Linked DNA regions of Rattus norvegicus: all the other regions are linked to region 3. The links are chromatin contacts, called in public Hi-C maps. All regions are on one chromosome and are shown on one strand. Each heading gives the region's core, a stretch centred on a gene start, on an enhancer-like site or on the middle of the called end of the contact. The rest is flanking DNA. Distances are from core to core; before and after follow the strand shown.

What was found. Hi-C and Micro-C count contacts between places; a contact is called where the count stands out from the background.
Region 1: a Hi-C map of the A7r5 cell line shows a contact between it and region 3, with 5 times the contacts expected there. The contact joins the enhancer-like site here to the promoter of Mosmo in region 3. A contact is called at or near these places in 12 of 12 Hi-C or Micro-C datasets (the A7r5 cell line, the Rat2 cell line, Schwann cells and 7 more) and 1 of 1 datasets of contacts at active chromatin or transcription factors (oligodendrocytes).
Region 2: a Hi-C map of the A7r5 cell line shows a contact between it and region 3, with 4 times the contacts expected there. The contact joins the promoter of Polr3e here to the promoter of Mosmo in region 3. A contact is called at or near these places in 7 of 12 Hi-C or Micro-C datasets (the A7r5 cell line, Schwann cells, frontal cortex and 3 more).

Annotation. Positions count from the first base shown.
Region 1 is chr1:184,811,786-184,814,913 of GRCr8, reverse strand. Sdr42e2 (short chain dehydrogenase/reductase family 42E, member 2) reads right to left here. Exons shown (of 12, transcript XM_039101193.2): 12 at 850-1,823. The coding sequence ends at 1,569. Among named protein-coding and RNA genes, the nearest start is that of Trnal-uag1, 4.2 kb to the left of the region's middle. Within about 2 kb of position 1,788, at least 46 of the 93 cell types and tissues checked have an H3K27ac peak or open chromatin away from gene starts, as enhancers often do. A contact at or near this core is called in the A7r5 cell line, Schwann cells and liver, where this site is marked.
Region 2 is chr1:184,896,088-184,899,349 of GRCr8, reverse strand. It overlaps Polr3e (RNA polymerase III subunit E), which reads right to left and starts at 1,935. Exons shown (of 21, transcript NM_001108503.1): 1 at 1,809-1,935. It overlaps Trnal-aag1 (transfer RNA leucine (anticodon AAG) 1), which reads right to left and starts at 2,201; the gene lies at 2,120-2,201.
Region 3 is chr1:184,647,620-184,650,821 of GRCr8, reverse strand. It overlaps Mosmo (modulator of smoothened), which reads right to left and starts at 1,837. Exons shown (of 3, transcript NM_001401762.1): 1 at 1,710-1,837. The coding sequence starts at 1,815.

The DNA.
Region 1 (3,128 bases), core at 539-3,038, 160 kb before region 3:
GTTGGGCACTCTAAACAGATAGAAATGATTACTATTGATCTTTAAAACAAAAACAAAGTAGACACTGGAGAGATGGCTCAGTGGTCAAGAGCACTGACTGCTCTTCCAGAGGTGCTGAGTTCAATTCCCAGCAATCACATGGTGGCTCACAATCATCTGGGATTCAATGCCCTCCTCTGGTGTGTCTGAAGACAGATACAGTGTACTCACACATAAAATAAATCAGTAAGTCTTTTTAAATGAAGACACACAGTTTTCCTTATTTGCCAGGCAGGGACACGGGCTATGAGGAACACCACCTATGAAGGTTGACTAGTACCTTCTCTTTCCTCCACTGCAGCCAGTGGTTACTTTACTCTCTGCTAGGGTCTACGGTGTTTATTCAGTTAATGCCACATGTGCACCAGATGATGGAGATCTGTGGATCTGCTTACACACTGTTATTTTGAGATCCATACCATGATGGCAGGGAGGTGCGGGCTCTGTAGAGGGCAGGTCTGTGGGCTTAAACTCTTAAAGATGATGGCGAGGACCACTACTCATCAAGAGATACAAATGACACTGAAATACGGAGGCTGGGGAAATGGCTCAGTGGGTAAAGTGCTTGCCACACAAGGATGGGGACCCGAATTCCATTTCCAGCACCTACATAAAATGCCGGGTGAGGTTACATATGCTTGCAATCCCAGCTCTGGGAAGCCAGAGACAGGTGGATCCCTAAGACTTCTTGCCTAGCCGACCCATTCCAAATTCCAAACTCTAAACCAGTCTGGAAAAATAAAGTAAGACAGCTCCAAGAACGACATCCTCTGATAGCACATACAAGCACGCACAAACTACATCATAAAATATGATCAGCCAAATTCTTATTTCGGCTGTTATATTGGTACTTTTTATGAGACATTCCATTTCTTTTACAAACTTTCTTCCCCCATTGCCTCCTTTAGTACTGAGACCGTTTACTGTGCTGAGTCATTTCCACTCCATTAACTGGGAACCAAAAGCTATCAAGTTGGGCTTGGCTATCCTTCCCCAGCTAGTCAACACAAAGGTCGGTGGTCAGCATCAGGATAAACTCAAAGAAGCCATGGCAGGGAGGAGGTCCCAGAAGGAGGCAGAAAACAGGTTCAATTCCAAAGACTCCACCAACCAGAACTCAAGCATTTAGACCAACCGCGAAGGCGGGGCCAAGGTTTGTCCTTACAGAAGCGACCTCGCTGGGGTTTCTGTGTACAGATGGAGGCAGAAAGGAAGGATCGGGAAGAGTAGGAAAGAGAGGGCTAGACTGGGTAGGACTGGAAATAGCTGGGAAGGAGAAGTAAGATAAGAGGCTGGGACTTCATCAACCGCCTCGCCTAACCTCACAGAAGAGAACCACACTGAATCAGGGAGCGAAAAGCAGGGAAAGTCGGCCCAAACTCCAGAAAGACAAGCTTAGAGAGAGGAGCAGGGGCATGGCCAGGAATCGGGGTGTGGCCAAAAAGCAGGGGCGGGCCTAAACCGGGAGGTCAAAGCCAGGAAGAAGCGCAGAGAGCCTACGTGGGCTTGATCCGGCTTTGGGGTCCGGATCAGAGCCTCTCCACCACCGCCTGCAAAGGCTGCAGCCCTAGAAAGTACAGGGCTAGGCCGAGCAAGCCGAGCAGGAGCAGCAGCAGGAGCAGCAGCCGCAGGAGCGTCAGCACGGTGCAACAGCAGGGCTGCGGGGTCGTGGCCTGCACATATCGCTCCACTGCGTCTGCGAAGCTGAACTTGTCCGGCGCGTAGCCAAGCTGAGCGCGGGCCTTGGCAATCTGGAAGGTGTGCGTCACGGTCATGCTGAGCACCTATGGGAGAGGCGGAGCAGCAGAGGGCTGGGTTAGTGGGAAAGCATCCTGTGCCTTGTTGATGGAAAGGGGAAGGGCAGTCTGCCTTTCGGTCACACGGGTTTAAAGACTAGTTGCGTCTGATTCCTGCGATGCCTTCCTGAGGAGGGAGGGGAGGCTTCCTTTCTGAGATCTTTTTCTTGGAGGGCGCCGCCTCCTCGATTCCCTTTCTGTATCTCACCCTCAGGCTCTGCTAAATTTTCACCCTGTTTCATTCCTCTTCTCTACTTCTCTTCCTAGCTTAGCCTCGTTCTGGACCCCTGGGGGCCCTTAAATGCATTCTTGAATGCCAAGACAGGCTGAAGGCTTCCTGCCTGTAGTGGAATGCGGTTCTCCAGAAAAACATCCCCAAAGAAGGATGTTGGCTTCCTGTTGCCAGCTCAAGGCCAATGGTGGACAGGACCTCCAGAACAGCCTCCCTATGCTCTCAGCTGGTTAACTAAGTGACCCTAAGAGAGGAATTCAATTACGAACAAGTGATTCCTCCTCTTTAAGTCTGAGCTGCATTTCCCCTGCTGCCAGTTGGCCTGAGGCCCACTTTCTTCCAGGGCAATAAATGACAACTATCGATGGTAGAACTCCCAATGAGCACGGGTGTGGGCCGTTATACTCTTTTGTCCTCTGCGATGGCACTATTTCCTCTTAGCATAATTGGACATTGAATTTCAGAGGTTAAGTGACTTGCCTACGGTCACATAGGAGATCCACTTTAGAAAGTGGCCATATTCTTGGTCGTGTTGGGGTCTGGTGATGCTCTCCCACCTGGCTTGTTATTCTCTAGCTGGACTTTGGCTTCATGATTCTCCCATGGGGGCCAAGCCCTGGTCTGGGGACCCCAGAGAGGGAAATAGACTAATCCTTGCCTGTTTTGCCCCTGATAGTGAGTTCAGGGCTTGGAGGTATGCAGGTTAGTAAATATCCTAAAGCCAGCCAAGCAGGGAGACATAGCTGTGAGCTAGGCAAGCACAGAGTGGGTCCTAGCACAGTGTTCTCAGAGGTCAGGTTTAACCGTGACCTCAGGGCGTAGGTGCCTCTCCTGCTTGCTGGAAAATTCTTCCTCACATCTCTGGGTAATGCTTATCACCACGTTGAGTTGCCTGGTTTCTAGAACATTTTCCTCTTTGGACTGTGAACTTCCTGGGTGTAAGGATCAAGTCTTTCTTACCTCCAGTGCTCAGTGAAGTGCCTGGCACACAGTAGGTGCTCAAGGAATGAAAGGTTTTTAAATGCTAAAAAGCTGATTGGTGTCTCACAGACGGGCCAGCA
Region 2 (3,262 bases), core at 686-3,185, 250 kb before region 3:
ATAACAAGTCTGAGGCCATCCTGGGTGAGTATATATCAAAGCCTCATGGGGGGGGGGCCACGGGGACGACAGACGGGGGACCTACAGACACAAAACAAACAAAAAGGCTTCCCTAGCTCCACTCCTCTATCTCCAATTCTCAAGAGAATGCCAGTCTTTGTGACTGGCAGTAGCCTCGCTACTATGGTATCGCTACCATGGTATCGCTACCTTGCTCCCAACCCTTCAACTGTCCCATAAAACAAATCCTTCCAGGAGCCCCTAAGCTCTTACATGATCCTGTCCCTGTCTTCACATAAGCATCTCCCCATGGCCTGGTGATCAATTACCGACTTCTAACAGGCCAAGTCCCAAGCATCCTTGAGGACCTCTGCACAACCCCAGGTCATTTTCAGGATGCAGTGGTAACAACTGCCACTCCCTCCAGGATTAGAGACGTTCCCTGACAGACCAACTGGAACAGCCGCTTCCAGCCCCTTCCATTACAAGCATAGTTCCTTACTCCTGACTGGTCCTAACCTGGAACTTCCTGATCTGCTTGCTGGTCAGGTGTTGGCTGTCCTCTGCGCTAGACTTTAAACTCCACGAAGGCTTCTCTACACTTTATATTCCTGGACCATTAAGTGGAGATAATAATTATACTTTGTTGTTATGGGACCATTACTTTTAAAATTAAAAAAAAAATCACAGTTCTTTCTCGCAAATGTTAATGATAACAGGTACCAATATAGTACCAAATATTTAATCTTCTCATTAGCTGTGCAAATCAAAATTTATAGTGCCCAGCTTAGAATTGATTTACCCAAGGTCACAGCCCCAAGAAAACGGGTAATCAAGAAATCCAAATCTAGCTGATGTCAAAGAGCCTTGATTTTATTCTTAACCAATATGCTGCACACATCTTTGGTAAAAGGCCGTATGGTATAGTGGTTAAGAGGTTGGACTCCCATGCGAAACTTTACAGGTTCAAATCCCACCTCTACAACATAGCAGCTGATTAATGTCATGGATTGTGTAACCCCGGATCTTTCCTATTTTCATCCTAAACCAGCAATAAACCACACACCGGCTTCAAAGGGATAAGTAGAACCTATAAGAAGGGCTGTTGCTACGTGGCAACATGTTTTCTTCCAATGTAAGACCGAGCAAGATAGCCACAAATGAAAGAAGCAGCACAGGAATCATATTATCCCCATTTTACAGATAAATGTAAGATCTTATCGTTTCGCTCCCAAACCCAGTAACTCTAAGAACAGGATTCCAGGATAACCTGCAATGTGCACCACTATCCCCAGTTACTGGAGGGTCCCCGGGTCCGCGCAGTCGCCACTCTGTTTAAACACAGATCAATGAATGAGGCGTCCCGGGCCCGCTAGGGCTGAGTTAACCCAGTTCAGCTAAGGCAACGACCCCCGCCCATGCAGGCAGCCCCGCGATCCAATGGCTTTCTCCTTGTCGCCGGTGCTCAGGCGCCCTTCCCACTCCTCCAAAAGCCGCCACGCCACCGGGCACTAGTGCCCTCGCAGGTGCGGTTCGTGAGCCAGGCCCGGGCGAGGCAGCGCGGCCGAGGCCTGAGTCAGCGCGGGCCGTACCGCCGTCACCTCCCCACCGTCCAGCCGTGCGGAGCGACCCAGGCCCAGGGCGGCCTGGAAAGTTGGGTGGCCGCCCTGCGCCCTGCCCCGGGAGGCCGCGGCCCCTCGGCACGCAGCGGCGCGGGCCTCTCTGGCCTAGTCAGCAGCGCGGCCAGGAGCCCAGAGCGAGTGCGACGGCTGGGGCCAGAATCCCGAGGCTGCTGAGTCGGGTCTCACCTCTCCGCCGGGGCCGCACGCGGGCGGCGGAACGGCCCAGGGACCCGTGGGCTGCAGAGACGGCGGCGGCCGGGTCTTCTATCAGGGAGCGGCCATGTTGCTGCTGGAGAAACTCCGGCGGACACGTGGGGGGAGCGGGGCCGGCCCTCGCGCTTCCTCTTACCCACAATGCCCCGCCCCGGCGAGCGCGGGACCGCCCCTTCGCGAGCCACTCGTGGTGCAGAGAGCACACATTGACGGCAGGGGTCGCCGCTGTGGCTGCAGAAGAAACTCAGAGCGCAGGAGGCAGAGACAAAACAAAAAAACTACCCTGGCAGCGGTGGGATTCGAACCCACGCCCCCGAAGAGACTGGAGCCTTAATCCAGCGCCTTAGACCGCTCGGCCACGCTACCCAGCTGTTAAAGCTGTTTCCTAAGAAGCTACTTACTGGATTGACACGTATATTTTCCTTAAATTCTTGAAGTTGTGTTTGTTTTATCTCCTGCTGATAGAAATTGTCATAAACAATATTATTATAATGCCACTTATTAAAATAAAAGTATCTAGATGCAAGCTTGTTCCAAATAAGTTTTAAAGAAAAAAAAGTTTAATTGCGTTCTGAGGCAGATGGTTAAGGTGTCAAGTTAAGCCACTCTGTCACTCACATAGCCCTAATTAGACGTCTGGTTCTGGAAGTAACTTTCACCGAACTCTGAAAGCTGAACTGTGACCCCAGGTCTGCACATTTCTATCTGAAAAATTACGTGTTTAAAATTGTCATATTGTGAATGGGTTGGGATATAAATATTAACGCAGAAACGTATAGAGATATACAGCTGGTTGGTTTTTCACCATATTTGGGGGGATTTTTGTTGTTATTGTTGTTGTTTTTGCTTTTGTTTTTAACCAGACTTCATTTTTAAGTATCTATTCATTTCAATGTACCCATACAGACTTTTACGTTTATCTTATTTATTTGTTTGGAAGTGGGGGAGGGGCGGGGAGCAGGCAGGACATGCTGTGGAGGTCAGAGGACAAGTTGCCTGAGTATGTTCTTTCTTTCTACCATGTGGGGGCAGTTAGGTTGTCAGGTTTGAGGCAAGTATGTTTACCTACTGAGCTATTTCACCAGCCCTAGATATTTTAAAAGACTGAAAAAGACACAGTGGAAAAAAAATAGTCACCCGTATTTCCACCACCTAGAATTAAACTTATTGCTGCATACATTTGAACACACACACACACATTTGTTGAGTTAAGGCTCACAATGCCCCAGGCTGGCTTTGAACTATGTGTGTAGCTAAAGGTGAGTTTGAACTTCTGATCCTCCTGCCTGCACTTCCCAAGTACTGGGAACTCCACGTTGGCCTGGAACTCAGTGAGATCCCACTATCTCTGCCTCCCAAATGCTGGCATTAAAGGTGTGTGTCACCGAAATCTTCAGGTTATTAATTCCTACTGAGTCAATTTTGCT
Region 3 (3,202 bases), core at 588-3,087:
ACACAAGCAAGGGAAATGGCCAAGTGTTTTGCTATCCAGTGAGGTCCCTTGAGACCGTGGAGCCCAGCCAGTCCTCACACTCCACAGTCTACTTGCACTTCTTGTGATTGTCTCACTGATTTGAAAGACGTAACTATATTTTTTTTAGTATTTATTTCGTATAAGTATTGTTGGTGTTTTATTTCCAAGGGCATTTAGAAAGCTCACTATTTATTCACTATCACTGTTTAGAAAATTCACATGTCAAGGCAGCTGGACACTAGGGTCAGTGGGGCAGGGAGGTTGCCATACTGTACATCCACAACCACCAACATCCACAAAGACGAACAGGCCTACGGTCCGCGCACTCTCGGCAGCTGTTTCTCTTTCTCCACATTTTCTCCTTTCTGCAAACTTTGGGCTACTGTCCCTTTCGTGTCTTTGCCAACTCACAGTCAAAGATTTTAACTCTAAATCTGACTGCGCCCGTATTTATTCTCCTGCTTTCTCTCCAATGGCCTTCGAAACATCAGGTCTGGAATACTGCTCTCTTATATAATGTATAGTAGCAGTTCCCTTCTCCAGGCTACCTTGCTCGTGGACATTCTGTCCACTACTTACAGGCACTCCACTGAAAATCTTTTCTCAAGAAGGATCTCTTTACTCGACAGTGGGAACCTTTTGCTCCTAAGTACGTGATACTTAGAAAGTCTCACAAAGGGGTCATTACAAATGTAGTCAGAGTGAAAACAGCAGTGGTAATGAACTGAATGTCACACATAGAGTCAAATACATTGTCTGGAGTCAGCAGCACTTTCAAAAACAGCCCACAGGTATTACCAAATTCCACACGATCCCCAGACTCTCTTTTTTTATGTGTTACAATTAACAGCTCTGCTAAAATTCTACAGTCAAGACAAGTAGAATTCTTTAGTGTTATGTTAATAACCAGTAAATCTGGCAGCATGACTTTGTGTTACTAGGTCTAGATTAGAGAGGAGAGGAAGAAGAAAGCAACAAATGTCCCAGCTAGAATTTTCTTTTTTAAAAGAGCTAAAAATATTGTTGGATAAATTGAGAACCCTATACGACTCGTAAGAAGTTTGACAGCACAGCGATACATTTTATAACAAATCATTTGAAGGGTTCCCACTCCTCATTCCCTTCACTTTCACTGAACAAGCATTTCAAGACCGATCCTTAATTCTGAGCGGTTCTCCTGACAGCTGCGTACATTAATTAAAGGTTTGGTCTCACAGGTCTAGGTGAGAGAGAAAGGGAGAAGCACGAGAGGGTTGGAGCTGAGAATCCTGCCAGCTCATTCACCTGGGATACCCTTCCGAAAGATGCCCGCCTCTTTCTTGAGGACACCCCACTCACACACACCCGCCCCCAGCGCCAATGTTCCAGCAGGCACTGCCAGTGGGGCTGCCTGCGACTCTCTGTGTTATTTAATTTTCTAACTACTATTAAGATATCTCCAGCGCGCGCGTGTGTGCGTGAGATGCGCTGGAATGAAAGATGCTCCATAAAATGAAGTTTATTATTAGTATTATTACAGCCCCCCCGGGCCTAAAATAAAGCAAAGACTAACCACATACACTTCAAAGGGGAAAGGGGGAGCCACAGTGAAACAGCCTCCGCCGGCCCCCACCCCGGCGCCGACCTTTAACCCTCGGGACCGCCGACCCGGGGGGCGGCAGCCCTCCCGGCCCGCGCACGCCGCTCACCCGCCGACTCCCCGGTGTTGATCCAGTCCGGGTTGGCGATGCTGGCGATGGCGAAGATATCGGCGGCCAGAAAGAGACATCCTGAGATGATGGTCAGTTTATCCATCGCCCCGCCCCGCTCCCCCCACCCCCCACCGCAGGGCAGGCCGCGGCCTCACTCCTCGCGCCCCATGGGCCGCCGGGCCCCGGGGTCCCCGCGCCGCCGCCCTCGGCCCTCGGCCCGCGCCGCGCGCTCGCGCCCTCCGCGCCGGGACCCGCAGCCGCCGCCCGCCCCGGAACTGCTCGGCCCGCCCGCCCCTCACCCGGAAGCGAAACCACGCGCCGGCCGGCGGCGCCCAGGACTGCCCTGCAGAGCCTTCCCGAGGGGGCGTCGGCTCAGCCCGGCACTGGGGGCTGCAACAGTGGTTCGGATCGGAGACCACTGAGATCTTAAACATTTGTCCTGTCAGGATGAGGTGCAGACTATTCCAGAGACAAGGAAACAGCCACTGGGGAGAAAGTGGAAAGATGTCAGGTTCAGGGACCTGCAAAATGGCCCGTGTGACTAGAGAGTGTATGAGAAAAGGTAGGCAGAGGCCAGAGGTGGCATTCAGGGTGGACACGCGCCTGTAAATCCCAGCAGTGGGGAAGCGGAAGCTGGAGAGCCACCGGTTCTAAGACAGCCTAGGCTAAATAGTGAGATCCTGTCTTTAAATTCACCAAATGTGTGTTTGGATTTTGCTCCAGATGCAATGGGAAAGAACGAAAGGGTTTTCGACAAGGATAGTGGCATGACCCTATTTGATTTGTAAGGATCTACGGTATAAATAGATTGTATATTGTATATGGGGGAGGGGGAGCGAATGTAGGGACGCCAGAAATGGTCCCGCAGTCTAAGACAGAATTGTGGCTTTTAACTAGGGTAGTCGAGAAAGAGAAAAGTGAGCAGATGTGTGTGTTTTGCAGACGGAAGGAAGGACTTGGTGATAACAGAAAGGGATGAAGAACCTGAAATGCTTGTTAGTTTGCACCTACCGGGTGTTTGGTGATTTACAGAGTGAAGGTGTGGGGAGAGCCTTGGATTGGATGCATACACAGGAAACAATAATATGAATTGTTACAAAAACAGAGGAGGTGTCTATGATTTTGCTATCCCCTGGAGATTTCCCTCTACCGTGGCTCTCTGCTAAATCTCCATTAGCCCCAACTTTATATCCATCTCTTTCTTAGCATTCTACAGAGCAAATGGAGATGACTTTTCTCCTTAAGGACCACCTAAGCTATCTCTAGAAAGACCTGGAAGAGTGACATTTGTCTCTATTTTGGGGACGCCTACATGTCCACAAAACTCGGCAGGTTTCAAATTCCACCAAATCCAGCATCCTTGCAGTAAGTGTAGCTGCGTCAGGGGCACCACATAGATTGGGGAGAATGGATTAGATTGCTGGTCTAAAGGCTTTTCAGCCCAAACATTGGTCTCTTGGGGCAAGTATTTTTTAAAGTACATATTTAAT